Regions from separate parts of the Rattus norvegicus genome. Here region 2 is linked to region 1. A link is a contact called in public Hi-C data. All regions are on one chromosome and are shown on one strand. The core of a region is the stretch at or near the end of the contact, and the rest is flanking DNA. Distances in the headings are between cores, read along the strand shown. Region 1 overlaps Tspan15 (tetraspanin 15). Region 2 holds the start of Tspan15 (tetraspanin 15).

The links. Hi-C and Micro-C count contacts between places; a contact is called where the count stands out from the background.
Region 2: a contact with region 1 is called in a Hi-C map of Schwann cells, with 3 times the contacts expected there. The contact joins the promoter of Tspan15 here to the enhancer-like site in region 1. A contact is called at or near these places in 11 of 12 Hi-C or Micro-C datasets (the A7r5 cell line, the Rat2 cell line, Schwann cells and 6 more) and 1 of 1 datasets of contacts at active chromatin or transcription factors (oligodendrocytes).

Annotation. Positions count from the first base shown.
Region 1 is chr20:30,676,944-30,682,549 of GRCr8, reverse strand. Tspan15 (tetraspanin 15) reads left to right here. Exons shown (of 8, transcript NM_001115032.1): 4 at 2,074-2,169; 5 at 4,357-4,473. Among named protein-coding and RNA genes, the nearest start is that of Tspan15, 38 kb to the left of the region's middle. Within about 2 kb of position 3,044, at least 57 of the 93 cell types and tissues checked have an H3K27ac peak or open chromatin away from gene starts, as enhancers often do. A contact at or near this core is called in Schwann cells and prefrontal cortex, where this site is marked.
Region 2 is chr20:30,714,941-30,720,546 of GRCr8, reverse strand. Tspan15 (tetraspanin 15) reads left to right here and starts at 2,896. Exons shown (of 8, transcript NM_001115032.1): 1 at 2,896-3,085. The coding sequence starts at 2,990. It overlaps LOC134483918 (a long non-coding RNA gene), which reads right to left and starts at 2,837. Exons shown (of 2, transcript XR_010061113.1): 1 at 2,637-2,837.

The DNA of each region.
Region 1 (5,606 bases), core at 1,795-4,294:
GACCCCCTAGCCTCCCATGGCCACTCTGCCTCCTGTCCTTATCCATCCCTGAGGGAAGAGACTCCATGGAGATCTAGGGATGGCTGAGGGAGGGAGGGAAGGCCATGGTGAGACAGGTCTCCAGCCCCGGTGCCTAGAGAGTGGAATGGCATGGCTCACGCCACATTTCTACCCTCCTGGTATAAGCAAGTCTGTATCGGTGGTGTCACCCGCAAGCCTAACTCAACTAACAAAGCCCTCACGGTGCATCCTTCAAGGCTGGTGAGCTCATTCTGTCGCCCCACTCGGGTGGCAGTCAGACCTCGCCCTGGTGTCCTGTTTCTTATTCATCCCACTCCGCCCCAGCCATCTGGTCTGTCACCACATTCCCCTAGAGGAACAGGCTGTTGAGATTGGATGGGGAGGTCCAGCTAAGAGCTGGCTGGCCCTGCCTATGCAGTGTGGCTGACAGGGCCACTCAACCCCTGCCCTGGGGTTAAGTGCCAGACCCACGAAGGGTCGGGTGCTGATGACCTCAGAGCCTCTCCTAGAGGCCCATGGCTTCTCTTTCCTTTTGGGGTCCTTGCTGCTGCTGGTTCTCATGGGGTGAGTCCCAAGTCAGCCTCTGCCCTCACCTCACTCTGAACATTACAGTCTCAGGAACAGACGGTGACACCCTAGTCTAAGCTTCTTAGCCTGTGATGTGGAGTGTGGCAGGCAGCTGGGGGACCTTGGATGAGGTACATTGGTCTCAGGGCTGCAGGTGTCTCAGGTAAGTTCCAGGATGCTCCCAGGAAGGGCTGCTGCTCTTGCAGGAAGTCCTCTGGGCAAGCTGTGAGCCTTAGCACCCTTGGGGACTGAGGCTTCCTCTGTGACAGACACTCTGAGGGATCTGTTTCCCTTTTTTTTTTTTTTTTTTTTATTTGGAGCTGGGAACCGAACCCAGGGCCTTGCGCTTGCTAGGCAAGCATTCTACCACTGGGCCAAATCCTCAACCCCAGGGATCTCTTTCCCACATGCAGAAATGCCGGTGTTACCAGGACCTACCATGTGACCAGCATGCACAATCACTTTTGGGGGGAGGGGTTCAAACTCCTAACACCCCGAGAAGGCTGACTGTATTTGCCTCCCTATTTTGTGGATGAGAGAAGGGGAGCTTGGAGATTAAGAGATGTGCCTGGGGTCTGGTGGCAGTGGGGACTGTGCCGTTGACTATGAGACGATGTTCCTTCTCGCTTAGCTTAGTCCCCAGGGCTGGTTCACCACCGGAAAACTAAACCCCAACAGGGCCTGGGAGCTGGCCCCGCCACCCCCAGTGTACCTCAGGGCCCCTCCCCCAGTAATTGTCTGGCTCCTCTGTCCTGTACCAGAGCCAAGAATACCCCTTTGTGCCCAGTCTCTGCCTCTGCTCTGAAAGCTTCAATTGTCACAACAAGCCTGTGGCTGGGCTGCCCACTCTCCCGCCCTGGCCATGCCTGCTGTGGGCGCTTTGTATTCCAGGGATCTCAGCCCAGCCTGACTGGGAGAGGGTGGCATCCCAGCACTCTTCCGGGGAGAGACTGGCCACTCTCAAACTGGATGGAGTCTGTGTGGCCTGAGGGTCAGAACACCGAAGGATGAAGAAGGGCCCATGTGGGGTATCAGGGGACCTGGGTTCTAGTCTTGACCAGCCTGCTGTGTGTCCTCTATTTTCCCCTCTTCTCCCAGCCTCGTGGTCTTCTTCCCCTGGGGGCTCAGTTTCCTTCTTTATAAAGCAAGAGGATGGGTGATGAGAGCGGAGAATGGGCTGGAGGACCAACAGAAGATTCCAGCTCACGGCTGAGGCTGGGCAAGGGAGAGAGTACATGCGAGGAATCAGGAAGGTTGAGGCCCAGATCCAGCACACTGCCTTAGAGCTGGAGGCCAGCAGATCAGCCTTTCAGGGCCTGGACCTTGGAAGCCTGGGGAATGAATGTCTGCCGGCTGGGCCTTGCCTGGTGTTCAGGGCATGGAGGGGACTGTTGGTCTCCCCTCTGTGCCAAACTGGACTTCTAGAATAATCCAGGGCTGGCCTCTCATGTGTGTTCCTTTTCCTTGGCAATGTCTCCTGTATAGACCATTGACTTTCTCAATGACAACATCCGGAGAGGAATCGAGAATTACTATGATGATCTGGACTTCAAGAACATCATGGACTTTGTTCAGAAGAAGGTGACCGGGGCAGCGGGGTATGAGGGACAGAGGGGCACCTCCAGGACCCTTGCCCTGGACAGCTGATCCATTGGTCCATTCCCAATACAGATGGCTGGTCCGTGGACAGCCCCTCAGATTTGGAGAAAACTCACAACACGGCCAGATGTCTCTGGCCACTTTACAGAGCCCCAGGGCTTACCCCCGGGTGGCAGGGCTCTCCTTTTGGGACTGGCTGGCCTTACCCTGGTGTCCAGCCTCCTGGATCCAGTCCCTCTAGTGTGGAGAGTTCACCTTAGCAAAGGTAGAGAGAATCTTCTCTTCTAATTCCAGCTTTCTCCATTGGACACCGGACAAGACCCCTCCCTTTTCTCTGATGCATCTTTGAATGTGGCGATAATTGTTTGTCCCCTTGAGACACTGTCCCTCTCTCCAAGGCCGAGCCCAGTATGTGGGTGCAGCAGTCATAGTTGCAGCAGGGCCACCCTTTCCCTGGGCTTGCCTGCCCGCCTCCCTCTTAGTCTTGAGGCCTGGATTTCTTGTCCGCACCATAAGGCTGATTCTGTCCTCTCCCTTTGCTATAGCCGAGACTCACTTGCTTTCTTTATGACGTGCTTAGAGCAGGGCCAGTGTGGTGGCGTCACCCTCATTCACTGGATGAGGACAGTGATGGTGGAGTCTGGCGATTGGGTGTGCCTAGTCCCCTGTGAGAGCCCAGCCTCACTACACCCTGGGCCTTTGGCTCTGTGCTTCTCTGTAGAAGAAACAGGTGCAGCTCCTGGGAGATTCTTTTGTGCCAGCAACGTGCCTGCCAGCCTGGGCTGGGAGAGCCGAGTCATACTCTGGGTAGATGCTTTTGTTGGAACCAGCTCCTAGCTGGCTTGGGGGTTTAATTTCTCCTTGGGTGGGGTGACTAATGCTCCCAGGGCCTTGTGCAGAATGCTTCACGCAGGGCTCCTCTTACAGTGACAGCCCAGCCAGGCAAAGTTGGCATTGCTTCCTAGTAGATAAGCATAGGCCCAGAGAGGGTGACAGTGGTGATGTGGGGATTTGAGCGTGTATCCATCTGTGGCAGAACAAATGACCCTTGTACAACAGATAGATGGGCGTTTGTGGATCCTGAGGCCTAAGGGACTACAGGGCACTGTGGAGACTTTAGAAAGGTGCCCAGATTGTGTGGAACAGGACCTCCTACGACACCATCCTTCAGCTTTCTACCCTGGAGCACAGTCCTAGAGCCCTGTTTGCTCTGGCTGTTTGGTTATTTACATATGGCTGCTGTTCCCGGACTCACCCACTCTGCTCGCTGGTCTCTCCGCCTACTCCTGAAACACAGCCTTGTTTCTGCACGGAGCCTTTACACATGCGCGTTAGCTGCCCTTTCCTTGTTCATGCCACAGATGAACTGTCCTGTCCTCCCAGTTATAAAGCTACCCCACCTCCCCACTTCCCTATGCCCAGGTGCACAGCATCCCTTCCTCAGAGGTCATTCAGGGCCTCTCACCCCGTAGCCTAGGCTGTATTAGAATTTACTATGTAGGTTGGCTTCAAACTTGTAGTATTCCTCCTGCTGGGATAGCAGGCATACCTGTATGCTTGGCTATGGTTCTTGTCACTTATACTCTTGTCTCCCTGAAGGATTGCTCTTTGTCTGTGCTGAGCTCAGGACACTGTCCCAGCTAGACCCTCTACAGAACTGTTCTCTGTCCCCAACCCCAGGAGCTGGCCCCAGCACAGAGAATAGAGGAGGGAGGGGGAAGCTAAGGGGAGAGCCTGTGGTAGGTATTCAGGTCAGGGTGAAGCAGGGCTTCAACAGGCCCTGGCCTCTGAGGCTGTCTTCCCCAGCCAGACCCTGCCTCAGGGGAGGAGAAGGTGCAGACCCATTGCCAGGGACAGACTTCCCATCCAGTGTCTAGTCACCACCTGGTATCCAATGGAAGTGGTCCAGCCTTACTGTGCAAACTCTCCAGAGTGGAGAGCTTACTCCCTTCCTCATGGCCAGGCTGCTCCTGACAGCTCTGACCTAACAGAGTATGACCTCATGGGGCCCTGGTACCCCCACCCCCACCCCCACCCTGGTATTTCCATACCCACCCCAACCCCTGGACATGCACACCTCATAAGCGTTCTATCTTAGCTGGTGCTTCCTGCCCTCTGACCCTGACCTTGGCAATGACCACAGCTCTTCCTTGGTGCTTTTCCCTTCAGTTCAAGTGCTGTGGTGGGGAGGACTACAGAGACTGGAGCAAAAACCAGTACCACGACTGCAGCGCCCCTGGGCCCCTGGCCTGCGGGGTGCCCTACACCTGCTGTATCAGGAACACGGTAACCACACGGGGGCTGGATGTGGTGTCACCCAGTTTGCCAAACACTGCTCTCACTCTGCCCAAGTGGAGCAGGCACTGGGATTGGGCAGGCGGTGGTGGCTGGGACCTTGCTTTTCTTAGCCCAGGGGCTCTGGCAAGGGGGAGCTGCATGGGCGGCTTCCTCTGTAAGTGTGTCGGTGAGCATCACCCAAGCACGTGCCAGTGTGGGCCTGGCCCTGCCTCTTGGTTCTTATAACAGCTTTGGGGTCTCTGTTTGGGGGACTTGCCTAAGGTTGGCAGGGCTATGCCCAGTAACAGAGAGCCAGAGTGCCCAGCAGGGGCGCAGGCTCTGCCCAGTCCGCACAGCCGCTGTGAGCTCTGGCAGCAGAGCCTGGCCAGAAGGGATGTGGTGATGTAAATGCCAGCCTCTACTTTCCCCAGCAGGAGCCTCTCAGCTGTCACTTTCCCTGTCATCTGGGATGCCGAGCTGTGAGGTCACCACTTCTCAGTCCTGATGTGTGACAAGAATGTTAGGAACTGCCCCGTTTCTGAACTGGAGCAGAAAAGAAAAGCCTAGCAATTACCACACACGCACACACACACACACACACACACACACACACACCATACCACACACACAATACACACATATACACTATACACCACACACATACACAATATACAACACAACATACACACATACACACAACACACACAACACACACAACACACACACACACACCACACCACACACACAATACACACACACACACTATATACCACACACATATACACACATATACAGCACAACACATACACACAACACACATACAACACATACACAAAACACACACACACCACACCACACACATATAATATACAACACAACACACATACAACACATACACAACACACACACACACACCACAACACACACACACATATATACCACACACACACATATATACTCCACACACCACATATACAATACACACACATACACACACCATACTACAGCACACCACACAAATACACACATACACACTATACACCACACACATATACATACATCCACAACACAACACACATACAACACATACACAACACACACACACACCGTACCACACCACACCACACATACATATATACTCC
Region 2 (5,606 bases), core at 1,647-4,146, 38 kb before region 1:
TTAAATAAGTTCATGATTTTCTCTTGGGCCAAATTCACAACTACCCTGGGGTGTGCCAGCTAGAAATAGCCCAATTCAACTGTTAGCCCTTATTCTCACACCCTCCACCTCAGCTACTCCCTTATCACTGGACCTTCCTAGCTATCTTCTGAATGGCAGGTGAGATTCCGTGAACTTTCCACATAAACCTTACTGGTGGTCTGCACTATAATGGGAAATAAACAGAGTCTCTGGTTTGGTTTCCCTTCTATGGCTAGGGAGAAGTTGCTGTCATTTGTAGATTGTAGCGTTAAGAAAGATAGAGTTCCTTTCTGGTCACCACCACGCCCTCCGGCTCTCCTGGAAGCTCTGTGCCTCCCTTGCAGCCCTTGCACCAGCTGTTTCTATGTGGGAAGCTCATTGCAACATTAGCATACACCTGCATCTGAAGTTAACCTCTTCCCAGCAACAGGTTCAACACATTGTTACAATTCCAACAACGCCTCAGTACATTCAACAAATTGTTACAATTCCAACGCCTCAGTAGCACAGCACAGGGATTCTTTCGTCTTCTTTTGAAGCTTTCCTCAGAGCCCGAGAAGTGGCTTACACATTTGCTGTCTGATCTGATGAAGAAGGAATCTAAGGTTGTCGAAGGGGAATAGAAACGGTCCTACCTCATTGTTTCAGAGATGGGGAAACAGAGACTAGAAAGTCGAGGGTCCAGTTGTATGTATAGCTGCAGAAGTACCCAAGGACACCAGCTAAGTAGAATTCTTACTTCCTTCTCTTTCCACCTTCGCAGCCATTACTGACAAGGGCAGTTTCCCCCTAAATGTTCCGCTAAGTTATCATGAAGAGAAATCTCAGCACATGCTCTAAGGGCGGTACAGATAGCCACAATGCTAACCTTTATGAGCCGATAGCCACAAAACCGGTTCCTGTAACTTCAGTGAAATCACTTAAGACTTGCAGGAAGTGCTTGCTCAAGGACATTGTAGAGACAGGATTCAGGTAACTGACAGCTGTGTGTCCCCCAAAATGATTTAGCCCAGTGTGCTGTCTCAATATGGAGGAGCACCTCCGTAAAGTCTTTACTCTGTTTGGACAAGGACAGTGTCTAAGTTACTTTACCCAGTCTGTGCTTACTTTATTGTGTGTGTGTGTGTGTGTGTGTGTGTGTGTGTGTGTGTGTGTGTGTATGCGTATGCTTCATAGTGAGATGTTTTTAAAAAACAAATGGAAAAAATGCAGTTCCTGAGAGATGGCCCAGGCTTAAGATGGCTTCCTGTTCTTGCAGAAGACCTAATTATGGTCCCTGGTACCCAGGTCTGTTGGTTCACCATTATCTGAAACTCCAACATCCAGCTCTGGATCCAAGAGCCACCACGCACTCACAGCATTCAGATACACAGACACAGACACACACAGACACACACAGACACACACAGACACACACAGACACACAGACACACAGACACAGACACAGACACAGACACACACAGACACAGACACACACACAGACACACACACAGACACACACACAGACACACACACAGACACACAGACACACAGACACACAGACACACAGACACACAGACACACAGACACACACACACACACACACACACACACACACACACACACACCTTTAAATAGAAATACCAGGATTAGCCTGCCTACCTCCTGGATATTTCTCCCCAACTTGTCTGTAGGTGTCATTCCCAGACTCACCACCAGAGGCCCCACTCAGAACTTCCAGAGATTTTGACTAGTGGCTGTGCATTTAATTACAAATGTCCCAAACACAGACTGCCTGGTTCTCAGACTATGTTAGGCTAGGCCTGGAGACAGGAAAACAACAGAGTACAGCTGGGAGCATTTAGCAAGGAAAACCGATTCATAGCCCCCTGTGGCCCAGGCCACCAAGGCAAGGCTGGAGGCGGTCAGACCCTGGCTGACTGGGTAGTGACTGGGTTTGAAGATGGGCCTAGAGGGGGATTTCTTGGGAGAAGAAGTTGGGGAACAGAGCGGGGAACCAGAAGGGAATTTTCATGCTCAGCTGGTTGAAAGACTGGGAACAGATATGTCTCTGGGAGACTTATGCTCTAATGGGACACGCTGGACTGGTGACCTTCCAGGATGTGACCATCACTTTTGCACACTCGTTTGCATGCTTTTGTTTTGTGTTTTGTTCAGACAGGGTTTCACACATAGCCTTGGCTGGCCTGAAACTGGCAGCTCTCAAACTCAAAGATCTGCTTGCTTCTGTCTCTTGGGCACAGGATTAAAAGAGTGTGCTAGGATACAACTACAATGACAACACACTCGGCGTTTTGTTTTGCTTGGTTTTTTGTTTTGTTTTGTTTGTTTTCAAAACAGGATCTCATTGTGTAGCTCTGGATATCCTGGAACTCGTAGTGTAGACCAGATCGCTCACATAGATCCGCCTGTCTCTGCCTCCTCCTAATTGCCCCCACCGTCGCTGTCAGTCCCTACCCCTTTCTAGCAGTATTCATTCACAACCGTGCAAAGCCAGCTTTGTTTTTGACCGTGCTTAGGCACCCAGGCTCTTCGGTAAGCCCTTTATCACTGAACTACAGTGCGAGCGCCGAAAGCCTGTTTTCTAATGTGGAACCGGGCACGCTCGTTCTTACTCCTGCGCCTCTCCAGGCTACACGCTCCCACGCCGGGATCCGGAACGTGGACATCTATGGCCAGAAGCGCTCCTTCCTTGAGTCTCGCCCCCACCGCTCTCCCGGTCTGCTGAACGTCTGGAGCCGAAGCCACGCCTCCGGAGTAGAAGCCACGCCCCGACAGCCTGACACTCCCCCTCGCGTCCATTGGCCGCCTTCATTGTCCGCTCCCTGGCCCGAGCGGTGATTGCGGCCCGCCTGTGTCAGTCCCGGGAGAGAGCGCGGGTGGCGGGCCAGGCCGCTGGACAGCCGCAGGTGGGGCCTGGAGCGGTGGCCGGATCGAGGCAGCCCCGCAGCCCCGCGCGGGAGCCAAGATGCCCCGCGGGGACTCGGAGCAGGTGCGCTACTGCGCGCGCTTCTCCTATCTTTCGCTCAAGTTCTCTCTCATCATCTACTCCACCGTATTCTGGGTGAGTGATGGGGCCGGTGAAGCCCCCATCGGGGTGGGGTATGGGACGGTCCACACTCCCTCGATGGCCTCCTACACTCGAACCAGGGTTGGCTCCAGCTTCAGCCACTCAGCGAGGCCGCTGGGAGTGCCGCGACGGCTTCTCGCACCACTTCCCTGGGAACCGGGATATCGTGGCGGCTCCAGCTCAGCTCGGTTTCAGCAGCCCAGTCCTCAGCGTTTGAGCCGATTGCCCACAGGACACCACTTTCTTCACCTGCTCTGCTGAGCTCCTACCTGATGGGGTAGCTCTGGCTGCTCTGAAGGGCGTGGGTATGTTATTGGCTGCGCCCACCACGCCTTCAGGGTGTGACTCCCCATCAGCCAGCCCAGAAGTGGTCAGCTTTTGTGCTTGTGGCCACCTGGATTCCAAGTCTGGTCCCTGTTGCTGCTTGCTTGTGCCTTTCCTCTGGCCAAGATGTTTCTCTTGGGTGTCTTACTTTCCTCCTTGATGCAAGGAAATGTGCGTGCCTTCTTGTTGGAGTGGGGCATTCCACTAGACAACTCGGTGGCCGCTCCTGGGTGGTGTTGCTATTTCCACGAGTTTGCCCACGAGGCTTTGCCCACGAGGATCAGGATGGCACTGGTTGCGCACAACCAGGCTTTGAATACTGCCCGCCACTTCCTAGCAGAGTGATCAGGGGAAGTTCCTTTATTGCTCTGACCTTAGTTTTCTCATCTGTAGTTGGAGACAGTAATTATTAAATATTTGGATAGTTGTGGAAATAAAATGATGCAGGCCAAGATGAGACCACAGAGAGCTAAAAAATGGGAGATAGTAACAGTGTATTTATTATGTTATTATACTTATAAAATAACAATAAATGATAATTATTACTATTTATTGTTATTACTATTGGGGTTTTTTTGGTTTTTTTTTTTTTTTTTTTTTGAGACAGGGCCTCTCTATGTACCTGCCTCTGTCACCCAAGTGCTGGCATTAAAGGCATGTGACCCCACACCTATTACTATTGTTGTTGTTATTATTGTGACAGGGTCTTACTGTAGCTTAGTCTAACTGGTGGTGGTGGTGGTGTGTGTGTGTGTGTGTGTGTGTGTGTGTGTGTGTGTGTGTGTGTTTGCTCATTTGTTTTGAGACAGCATCTTATGCATTTCTGACTGGCCTAGAACTAATCTTGAACTCATAGTAATCCTCCTGCCTTAGCCTTCCAAGTATTGGAATTAAGTTGTAAGACACCATGTTTGGCACTATTAATGTTACTATGGGCAAGGACTCTTTGCCTGTGAATGATATAAACTAAAAAAGGTCCCAAGAGACATCCCTCCCCCCTTTTAGACAGGGTCTCAAGTCATCTAGACTGATCCCAAACTCACTCATCGTGTAGCTGACGATGACCTTGAACTTTGGATCCTCCAGTTTGTGCCTCCCACACTGGGTACTGGGATCACAGAGGCGCCACTACCTGTGACTTATCAGGGCATTTTAGAGTAGCTGGACTTCAGTCTAGACATGAGGATATCTTTCCACAGGTCGGCTCAATGTTCACCTCTGTAGAAGAGTGCGTATGTAGATAGGCTTGTCCAGAGATCCCAAAGGGTCCCCTGAAAATAAGGCCCTCCCTCCCTCTGCCCCTCCCTCCCTCCCTCTACTTTCTCTCTCTTTGTCTTTCTTCTCCTCCTCCTCAGTTCCCTACTGGCTCTTCTGTGGGCAGGAGCTGCTGGGCTGGCCATCAAGACTGCCTTTGAGGGCTGGAGAGATGGCTCAGTGGTTAAGAGCACCGACTGCTCTTCCTGAGGTCCTGAGTTCAAATCCCAGCAACCACATGGTGGCTCACAACCATCTATAATGGGATCTGATGCCTTCTTCTGGTGTGTCTGAAGACAGCTACAGTGTACTCATATATAATAAATAAATAAATAAAATATTAAAAAAAAGAATTGCTAAAAAAAAAAAAAAAAAGACTGCCTTTGAATGGGACCCCTTTGCGAGGCAATCCTGCAGGCAGATCTTGATTCTAGTCCTGCTGTATCCAGACTCACTGACATATTATAGGCAAATGATATCTCTGTTTGTCACAGCTGTTGGTTCTAGTCTTTGGCTAGCCTCCAGCCCAGTTCTCTGACTCCAGGTACTCTGAAAGAAAGATAAGCGGGGTTGCTAGACTCCGAAGGGTGGGGGTGTGGAGGTGGGGCTGAGACGTGGGGTATGAGTTGCAGCCAGGGTAGACGATTTGAGCTATAACTCAGAGGTTCTCACTCAAAGTCACATCAGAAGTAACTGGGAGGTGTCCAACACCACAGATCCCTGTGCCTTGGCACAAGTGTTTATTACTGTGTACCTCAGCTCCTCACACAACCGCAGTGCGAGCTAGGGCTGGGTGGGCCTGGAAGACCACAGTGATTCTTCTGTCTTGTCTTGCCTATAAGTCAGGGACAAACGGGAAAGTTAAGGACAAGGGTGGAAAGGTGGGGGTGGGGGTCCCATTCCCTCTCTCTTCTCGACTTCAGGGCATAACCACTGA